Regions from separate parts of the Mus musculus genome. Here region 1 is linked to region 2. The links are chromatin contacts, called in public HiChIP or PLAC-seq maps. All regions are on one chromosome and are shown on one strand. Each heading gives the region's core, a stretch centred on a gene start, on an enhancer-like site or on the middle of the called end of the contact. The rest is flanking DNA. Distances are from core to core; before and after follow the strand shown. Region 1 overlaps Fbxw8 (F-box and WD-40 domain protein 8). Region 2 holds the start of Tesc (tescalcin).

What was found. HiChIP or PLAC-seq counts read pairs in DNA pulled down with a chosen protein or histone mark.
Region 1: an HNF4G HiChIP or PLAC-seq map of pancreatic cancer cells shows a contact between it and region 2. The contact joins the enhancer-like site here to the promoter of Tesc in region 2. A contact is called at or near these places in 7 of 39 promoter capture datasets (the 3T3-L1 cell line, HPC-7-derived erythroid cells, cancer-associated fibroblasts and 4 more), 3 of 15 datasets of contacts at CTCF or cohesin (CD8 T cells, hippocampal excitatory neurons and stem cell-derived epiblast-like cells), 118 of 484 Hi-C or Micro-C datasets (the AML12 cell line, B cells, the C10 cell line and 73 more), 23 of 115 datasets of contacts at active chromatin or transcription factors (CD4 single positive thymocytes, the HPC-7 cell line, Th17 cells and 16 more) and 4 of 9 other capture datasets (adipose tissue, embryonic tail, liver and 1 more).

The regions. Positions count from the first base shown.
Region 1 is chr5:118,061,915-118,066,596 of GRCm38.p6, reverse strand. Fbxw8 (F-box and WD-40 domain protein 8) reads left to right here. Exons shown (of 11, transcript NM_172721.2): 11 at 1-1,616. Among named protein-coding and RNA genes, the nearest start is that of Gm30466, 6.3 kb to the left of the region's middle. Within about 2 kb of position 3,171, at least 45 of the 459 cell types and tissues checked have an H3K27ac peak or open chromatin away from gene starts, as enhancers often do. A contact at or near this core is called in the AML12 cell line, the HL-1 cell line, the N1E-115 cell line and 11 more, where this site is marked.
Region 2 is chr5:118,025,130-118,029,945 of GRCm38.p6, reverse strand. Tesc (tescalcin) reads right to left here and starts at 2,203. Exons shown (of 8, transcript NM_021344.4): 1 at 1,959-2,203. The coding sequence starts at 2,016.

The DNA.
Region 1 (4,682 bases), core at 1,922-4,421, 36 kb before region 2:
CTGTAAGGACTCGTTTGAAGTCTTCCTCTGCCCTGTGTAGTCTGGTTTATTTCCCCCGGCTGGGGGTGCAGGGGCACAACATGACATGTGCACACAGACTAGGCTGTCCATGCAGGCGACATGCTGCTCCTGAAGCTCAGACAGCAGTTCCCATGGCAGAGTCTAGGGTACTGTGGTGTCTTTCAGCTGAGCGACAGGATTGCCAGCCTCCCTCAGCAGGGGCACTTGGTACCCCCATAAGGGTGGCATGCCCCAGTCCACTTGTTACAGGGCAGGGCAGTACCACGAGCTAGTTAGTTGCTTGGAATTAAGAACAGCCTCCCCTAGTGAGGGGTTTCAGGTGATGACTGCCCCGTGACAGTGGCTCAGATGGAGACACTACCCATGGGCTCTTGCTTGAAGCAGCAGATGGCACGGGCCATGGCACCGTGGCCCACACAGCCAAGCCAGATGGGTTACCTGGCTCCTGCGGCAGGCCTGCGGTGACTTGGCCAGCACTGCCCGTGTGCGAGGTGGCAGAGCCCCTCCTGTGCAGCAGCCTGGGCCTACTGCGGTGCACTAGGGAACTTCTCCCTGGAACAGAAGAGGAGCACCAGCCTGTGCCTGGCCGAGCCGAGCTTGTGCTGTGGCAGCTGCCCTTCCCAAGACAGACGTGCTGCCTCTCACCGCGGCAGGGGCCCTTTGAGTCCCCCCACTTTCCCTGTGGGGACAAGCCTGTCCCTTGCTGGCTTAGTGTTACTGTTTTGCCACCCTGCCCTGGCCAGAGTTCCGAGTCCTCCTGTGGCCATGTTCCTGCCCCAAGCCCTGTTGGCATTTGTCCAACTCATGAAGACAAAGGTGCCAGTGATGCCATCGGGAGTGGCCTGGTTCCGGCACTGGCTCCCTCAAGGTCACGGCATACAAGGACAGCCTTTATGGCAGGTGTTTGCCAAACCTCAAGGTGACTTGCACTTCTGCCTCTCCTTCCACCAACTTGGGCCTCTTCCAGCACAGTGGAACTTGGACTGGTCAACTGCAGAGGATCAGACCTGAGGGCCTGCCCTCTCCCACCTAACAGAGGGGCTTTGTTCACGTCTCGAAGAGCCTGGTTTGCCAAGTGGTCAGAGTGGCAGGCTGCTCTGGGCTTGCTCTGTTTCTTACCCATAAGTTCTGTGTCACTAGGCTGCAGGTATCCATCCAGCCATGTCTATGAGGTTTGTATCACACAGCCCTCCGGGGAAAGTATCAGATTAAACATTAGCCTCCAACCACCACCAAACTGGGGGAGGGGACAACTTTATAAGTAGAGCATTGTGATGCCACACACACACACTCGCTGAGTGTCCCACCACTCAGGAGGATTTTAAGTTTGAGGACCAATCTCTAGAATCAATTGTCAGTAACAGGACAGTACTGTAGGGTAGATCTCGCTTTCAGTCTGCTACAGAATAGAGAGCACACCCAACCTCCACCCAGCCACTGAGGCCCCAGCTCTGCCTGCTTCTCTACCCACAGCCCTACTCCCAGCTCCTCAGCAGTAGCCTTGGGTGCCACCAAGTCAGCTTCAGTGTGGTTGATGAAGAGCCTGTACTTACCTGTCCCCAAATAAATGTTAGCACAAAGCCTGCTTCACACTGATGATGGAGGCACCTCATCTGGCTCGTGTCACACAGCGATGGGAGGTCTGGCTGCACAGGGGCGGAGCACCACCCACCTACACACAGTCCTGCAAGAAACAATCTACCTGCTTCCTCCCTGCCCTGCAGACCCCACGGCCCACTGGTGAGGCTGCCCAGGGCAGTAGCCAGAAGTCCCCCAGGGTGGGGGATACCAAGGAATTAGTCTGTACTCCTGGGGAGCAGGTTTGCACCAATTCATGGTCTTTATCCTGCCTAGGTAGGCAGCTGCAGAGCATGCTGGGAGCCAAGCAGTTGGTACTCCTGGTGGTTTCGACAGTGGGGAGGCAGCCTGGCCTCGCCATTGTGAACAAACGAGCTTGCTTCTGGTCCTGGAGGACTAGGCTCCCAGTGAGTCAATCTCGTTTTAATTAGCTGTTTGGATTAGCTGTGCCCAGAGCTTCAAAGACATTAGTAGGCCCTCAAAGGGGAGCACCAGCCAGCACGCTTGATGAACGTCCATCACAGCATCTTCCCTGCTAGACCTCCGGGCTCTGGCCGAGGGAAGGCGATCCATTATTTATGAAAACATTTTACATTCATGAACTGCCTTTGTTGAGAAAGGACACCACTGAAAGTGGGAGAGTCTCAGGAAACCCAGGCCCAGGAGATGCCAAAGTGGCAGCTGCCCAGAGCCTGCAGCCCCCTCCTCACCACAGCATGGAGTCCAGGAAGCCAGGCTCCAGATAGTTTATGCATTATGTCCCCCTGCTGACCTGCTGGCTTTCTAGAGCCCTAGAGCCAGTAGAAACCTAGAAGCCAGGAAGTCCCCAAGTGGTGAGGTATACCTTTGTTGGGTTCTCCCCAGAGCTGACAGTTTGCTTGGCTCTGAGCAGGGAGATGGGAGCCCCCATATCTGCTCCTGCCTGCTGCTTTGCTGGGGCTTTTTTTTTTTTTTTTTTTTTTTTTTTATCAAACTGAGGCCTGTGTTCAAAAGCACGGCCCTGGCAGTGCCTTCCTTCTGACCTCCTTCCTCACCAGTCCAGGAGAGTGGGTGGTGTTGAGTGGCCCTGCAGGCCAGCATCAAACACAGGCCAGCCCTGCCTGCCAAGTGCTTGCTCAGAACACCTGCAGACCCCCTCAGCTCCTCACTTGCCTCTGGGGTCCAACATAGTAACCAATCTAGCACCCTCACACGCATACACACAGCACCATCCTACCACATCCCCTGAGCACATCTCTGCACACCCCTATAACTGGCCACATAGCATGTTTTGCTTTTAAGTAAGGCATACTAGCTTGCACCTCACCCCCAGCAGTAGGCCAGGGCTCACTTACTTAGTCAAGTTACCATTTTCCCCTTCGTGCACATTACGGAGGACACCTGTTGTTGAGAAGATCCGTCCACCTCTCGGAACCACTTGAGACAGCCTGCTTGGGGAGGGCAGCATGGAAGGGACCCATAGAAGCAGCCACTGAATCTGGCACATCACCATGGAGACAGAGCCTGCCATCAGTCATGACGAGCAAGCACCCACAGCGAGAGAGAAGGCTGCAGGGGTCTCTACTGAGACCAGAACAATCCGCTCTGTTCTGGCACCAGGATTGTTTGTTCAGGCATGAGTCACCATCCCCTGAGCAGTGCTGATGGCAGACACCAGTATTTTCACCAAACCAGCAGAGCTAAGATGTACGTGCCGCGAGGCTTAGGAAGTAAGAGCAACTGGTGCAAGAGCCTGACAGCTTGAGTTTGATCCCCAGGAAAAAGGGGGGAGGGGCAGGGGCTAAAAAGACAGATGAGTTCCCAACACCCACATCAAGCAGCTCCAGGGGTGCTGATAGCCTTGGCTCGGGGCACCCACACTCATGTGTACAAACAAAGGCATATACACTTCTTTTCCTCATATTAAAAAGCCGATGTGGTAGTCCACATCTGTAATCCCAGAGCTCCTGTGAGATGGGAGGCAGAGACAGGACAGTTGCCAGAAGTCAGTCTGGAGTACACAGATGTTGGGGGGGGGGGGGGGCTGCCTCAATGTGGCAGGAGGCAAGAACAGGCATATTGTCCTCTGACCTATACACACACACACACAGGGTCACACCTGATGGTAACAACTTAAAGTGTATCCATTAGGAGGCTGTACAATTATGAGAACCAGAGTTTAGCTCTTGGTACCCACAGAACAAGCCGGCACCCCCAACTCCAGCCCCAGAGGATCTGAATCCCTCCTCTAGCCAATGTGCACTCCTATGCACATAGGCACAGACACATAAAAGTTAGAGAGAAAAATGCTGCACGCACATGGCAAAGAACTGGCAGGAAAACGGGGTTAGCGGATGGAGTGGAAATACTTCATGACTGCCCTCTGGGCCTTAAGGGAGCTCCAGCTACAGGTGTCCAGCCAACCATGATGTGGCCATTGACAGACAACACAAATGAGATCAAACATGCTCAGAACAAGACATCTAACTAAGCATGCCAACAGCATCAGGTGCCAGTCACCCAAAGAACTTCCTGGAGTCTAGAAAGGCACCTCCCAGCGTCAACAGAGGGAACAAAAGCATCCTAGAACAACACCTGAGAGACCTAGATAACAAGCACCAGCAACCCACTGGTTGGGGTGGGGGGACGACCTCTGCTCTGCAGTCAATATTTTGGCTCTACTGGCCCCCCACCCATCCTGACAAGCCAAGATGTATAAGCTACCTACCTGCAGTAGGCACCTCTAGTCTCCACTACCGCCTGTGCTGGGGGCCAGAGTTTCCTGGGCTCGCATCTGGGTCCATGCTGTCAGGAGGAACCATGGCAACCCCAATTGTAGGTACCCTCCATCAGGAGCTGACACCAGCAGCCAGCCAGCAGTGATGGTGCTAAGAAAACCCCCATTACCTACACGCCAGGTCTTCTGGAAGCCTGCCCAGACAGACTCTTCCTGGCTCCCCCCCCCCCCCACCAGGTGGGGACCACAGGTAGATGCCCAGTCCTTCAAGGAGGAAAGCAGATGGTATACAAGGGCCAACAGACAGGACAGAGGGCCTCACCAGTCTCTGCCTGCTCCTCAGAGTCAGTCTCATGTCACCCAAGAC
Region 2 (4,816 bases), core at 954-3,453:
CTAAGGATCTGCCAAACGGGTGTAAGTGCCCAGACTAGACCAGCACCTTCAGGGCCTGTGGGACCCCAGGGGTGGGGGTGGCATAACCTTGGGTCCCGTCGTTCCCCCCCCCCCCCCCCCCGCCCAGCTCCCTTTAGAATTGAATTCTGAGCACAGGCAGCAAGTGAAGAAGCCACCCCAGCCACCTCCAGGCAGCCACTGAGCCTGAGCATCTGTCACCGTGGGAGGCTGGGCCCAGGAAACTGACAAGGCTCCCAGCATGCTCTGCAGCCCGTCACTGTCAAACCCACAGCCCGCAGGAATTTCCCCAGAAGGCCCTGGGTGCTGCTCCGGTGGGGACCCAACCTGCACCCGGAATCCCAGCTCTCCCCACACCATCTGGGACAGCAACTGGCAATGGGTCAAACCGAGTCAAAGTGGGCGGGGACTCCTGCTGTCCTCCATCACGTGGGCCTGGGAGGAGGCGGGCGGGGGCAGGTTTATGAAACTTTTGGTTTGTAGTCAGCAAAATGAATTCAGAGAGAAAATACAAAAGTGGGGGAGGGTGCTGCCCTGCAGTCCCAGAACTGGGGAGACTGAGGCAGGGAGTGTCCCCGATCAGAGCAGCCCGAGCCCCAAAGTGAAACCGTGCTTCAAACTGCAGTGCCCACAGTGTGCACACACAACCACGCTTCAGTTTGATTGAAGTGCACACACTTCAGTTTGCCTTCAATACGGTGTGCAAACATACCTGCTTGCCTCGCACACAGTGTGTATACACTCCTGGTTTTCACAAAGTGCCCGCACACTCTAGACTTTCACACACTGTGCACACACACCTGCTTGTCTCACACACAGTGTGCATACACTCTCGACTTTCACACAGTGCGTGCACACACTCCCGGTTTGCACACAGTGCGCCCACACTCCCGCTCGCACGCGGTTCCCCTTGCACGCCGTGCGCACACTCCAGGCAGCGCACTCACAGTCGACCCTCACCGGGACTGGCTCGATGGCGCGCGCCCTTAGTGGGTCGTGTAAACGACTCTCGCGGATCCGCTGCACACTTCGCATACTGTGTGCGCGGTGTAGACGCTCAGCAGCTGGGGACTTTCTATGACTTCACCGGGCTCTGGGGAGGCGAGTGCCAGCCCAGTCCCCCTCTGGGGGGGTGAGGGGGGCTGACTGGGTGCTCTCAACTCAGCCGCAACCTCCTGCCGCAGGAACCCTGGGGGTGCGCCAGTCTCCCATTCCTCAGAGGAGGCAAACTGAGACGGGAACTGACTGGTCCAAGGTCACACAGTCCTGGCAGAACTCACAACCCGCTCTGTCCCACCACCGAAACAGGTTGAGTCCACGCGCCTGCCCACCCTCGTGCAAGTCCGGGTCCCCTGGTCGCTTCTGAGCCCAGGGTCAAGCGCGGGGCGGACGGGCGCTTCCCCCAGGCGCGCCCCGCCCGGCCTCTGCGGTCCCGGGAGTGCGGGCCAGCCTGGAGGACGCTGGGCTCGGTGCCCGAGCCTGCAGCCGGGGGGTGGGGACGCACGGGGAGGCGGCAGGGTGACCCCCGCCTAAGGTCACCGCGGACCGCGCGGCTCCTCCCGGTCCCGCCACTTCCAAACTTTCCTCCCCGCTCCCCAGCCGCAGACTTGCAGGTGCAGCGCGCGCTCGGCGCTCTCCCGAGCTGCCGGGGCGCCGGCCCTCAAAGCCACGGCTACCTGCCGGGCTCCGCCCTGGTCGGGTGAGGCTTGGGTCAAGTCGCCTCTCGGGCCACCCTTACCCCAGGCCCGAGTCGCTGCCAACCCCTCCCAGCGGCGTCGCCCGCACGGCGGCTGGCGGGAACCCATCAGAAGCAGCCCGAGAACGGGGCACAGAGAGGGCAAGCCACTAGCCCAAGGTCACACAGCACGGTGGCGCGAAGCGGGGGCATGCAGGCGATGGTCCCCGCCAACGAGGGTTCCCGGCCACGGTGTGGTACTCACAGCCGGTCTTGCCCTCGAGCTCCCGCACCTCCTCGGACGCCGAGTGGGCAGCGCCCATGGTGCGCCGCGGGGCCCCGGGCGCCCCACGCAGGCCGGGGACTGCCTGGGCTGCGCTGCGTTGGAGCCGGGTGGGGACGCGGGGACAGCGGCGCGGAGCCGGTTCCGCGTGGGGCTCGAGCGGCCTCTTATAGCGGCGGGAGGCGGAGCGGCGCGGTCCTAGCGCTCGCCCGCTTCCCTCGCGGCCGCGGGGGCGGGAATGGGGGTGGGGGGAGGACACGACGTGGTTCTGCCCCTGCCGCAGCCCCGCGGGATGAGCTTGCGGGCAGCGCGACCCGCATCCCTCCGCCCACTCTGCGGGGTCCAGCGGCGGAGCCTCGGCGCTGGGACAGAGGAGGGCACGCGAGTGTGCCCAGTGTGAAAGATCCCCTCCCCCGCGCCCTGCACCTAGGTGGGCGCCCAGAGGAGCGCGCATCGCAGGTGACAGGCGTGGACTGAGTAGAGAAGGTGAGACCGATGAGTCCCGGGGATCCTGATGAGATAGGAGGTCCTGACTGGCCAGTCCTGCTGCTGGTCTAACCACCATCTCTCCATCTCCAAATAGGGTTGCGGTGAGATGCTCACCGTAGGGCGCAGAGGGAGAAAGGCGCCGGGTTACCATGGAATCCTGTTCAATTGATGAGGAAGGGGCTGGTGCTCCGGGAGGGAAACATTCAACCTCAAGGCTGCCCTGGGAGCCCGCCATGCCCTGCTCTGCTTAGTGACGTCCGGTTTAGCTGCCAAGAGTCTGTTCTGGCTGGAAGTGCTGGGATCCCCACGATCTTTCACCTCGCCAGTCACGGCCGTGGGTGCGCATCCTTGGAACTGGCGTTCTCAGGAGCCCACTCTAGCCAACCCAGGGGTCTCGGCAGAGCCAGAAGAACCGGCCCCACCACTGAAACCCCGATTATCACCCACTCTGAGCCTCCGGGGAGCTGAGTCTGCCCCTGGAGATCCTCCCTGAAGATCCCCCGTCCTCCCTGCAGCTGCCCAGAGTTCACGGAAACTGCTCCCACCCGAGAAGCAAGGGAAGCTTAGCTGTGGGGCATCGCTGCTGAGTAGGCTGGACCGCCTCAGGTCTCCAAGAATTCTAAAAACCCAGACAGATCTCTGTGGGGTGGAGGGCAGGAAAGGGCTCCCCAGGTCCCGGGATGTTGGGGTTTCTAAAATATGCCATGATCTATGTCTTCCTGCAACTAAGTTTTCTGTCTACAGAGGATCTGCATTCTCCAGGCCGGGGAAGACCCCCTCCCCCATCGCCAGCAACCCCAGACACACCCGCACTCCAAGCTGACAGTGCCTTCCCTTGGTGCTCGATCCTTCTACCGAGCCCCCCTCTTCCTCTGGGATCTCTGTGTAGGCCTCCTCGGAGAGGCCTTATCAAGTGTCTATTTTCACCAGGCTGGGGTGTGGTTGCCAAGGAGAGCCCGCCCCTCCCCCCGGGGGGCTGCGAGGAGTCCTCAGGAAAGGGGGCGACAATTTGACTTGTGTATTTGTTCACTCATTTAATGCGTGTTTCTTAATGGTCTACTATGTGCAAGGTCCCGACTAGATCTTTGAGCTGCAAACAGGGATAAGACACCACCTTCGCTGCAGATGGAGTGGGAGTAACAGCCAGGGTGAGCTCTCAGGAGCGCAGAGATCTCAATGTCCACACTGAGCTTCAGAGTCCGTAATTGTCCCCACCCGTGGCCCCACAGAACAGCGGGCTCCGCGAAGCTGCGTGGGTGCTGCGGTGGAGGCACCCACCCTCCCCCTCTGGCAGTGAGTGATGTGAGCACCCAGCAGGGCTCTGTCCACACAAAGCCTAATGCGGCTGGTCCAGGACGCCACCGCTTTCATTCAGTCTTACCAATGGCTCTGTTGGCGTCATCAAAGCCAAACTGAGGTATGGGGGGAAGTGGGGAGCTTAACAAGAGGAAGGCACCACGGGGCTCCCTCCTTGGCCCCAACACCGGGCTGTCTCAGTCACCAGGTAACTAACTGCCTGTCCCTGGAGACACAGTTCCCCCAGAGGAGCTAAAAGCCAGGGACAGACAAACCTGTTTGTCTCTGTGCCAGTGTGATTTGCAAGTCTGGTCCCTAGGAAACAAGAGGGCAGCTGAGCCCAGAGATGTGGAGCTGGGCCCTGCCTTTAGCTCTGCTGTGGGACCACGCTTGCTCAAGTGGGTGACTTCACCTCCCAGAGCCTCAGTTTCCCCATCTGCAAGATGGCAAGAGCAACGATACTCTTTCTGGGGGTGGTAGAAATGACAATTCCCAGGTTCCTCTGGGAAGTCCGTCAGTGGTGTTTGCGCATTTCCACAGTGTGGACATCTGGAATGGCCTACACAACTCATCAGCCAGCAGTAACTCAGCAAGGAGCTTCCGAGAGCTCCCTGTTGAACAAGATTCCGCACAAGCTACTTCAGTCTGTGCTGGATCTGCACTCCCATGTTATGTTGTGCATGCATTGGCTATGGAGAACCAGGAACATGGGTGACCCTACCGACCCCAGTCTGCAAACAGATCTGGGGAGCCAGCAATGCTCTGCAGTGGGTACCAGATGCTGCAGAGGCCTGGAGGGACACCAGGCACATCTGTTTTATTGGTCAGAGATCCCAGTGGTCTCCACCCATGGACTTGAACTCTGAGCAGCCCTTTTTTCTTTCTTTCTTTCTTTCTTTCTTTCTTTCTTTCTTTCTTTCTTTCTCTTTTTTTCTTTTCTTTCTTTCTTTCTTTCTTTTTTTTTTTTTTTTTTTTTAAGACAGGATTTCTCTGTATAGTCCTGGCTATCCTGGAACTCACTCTGTAGACCAGGCTGGCCTTGAACTCAGAAATCG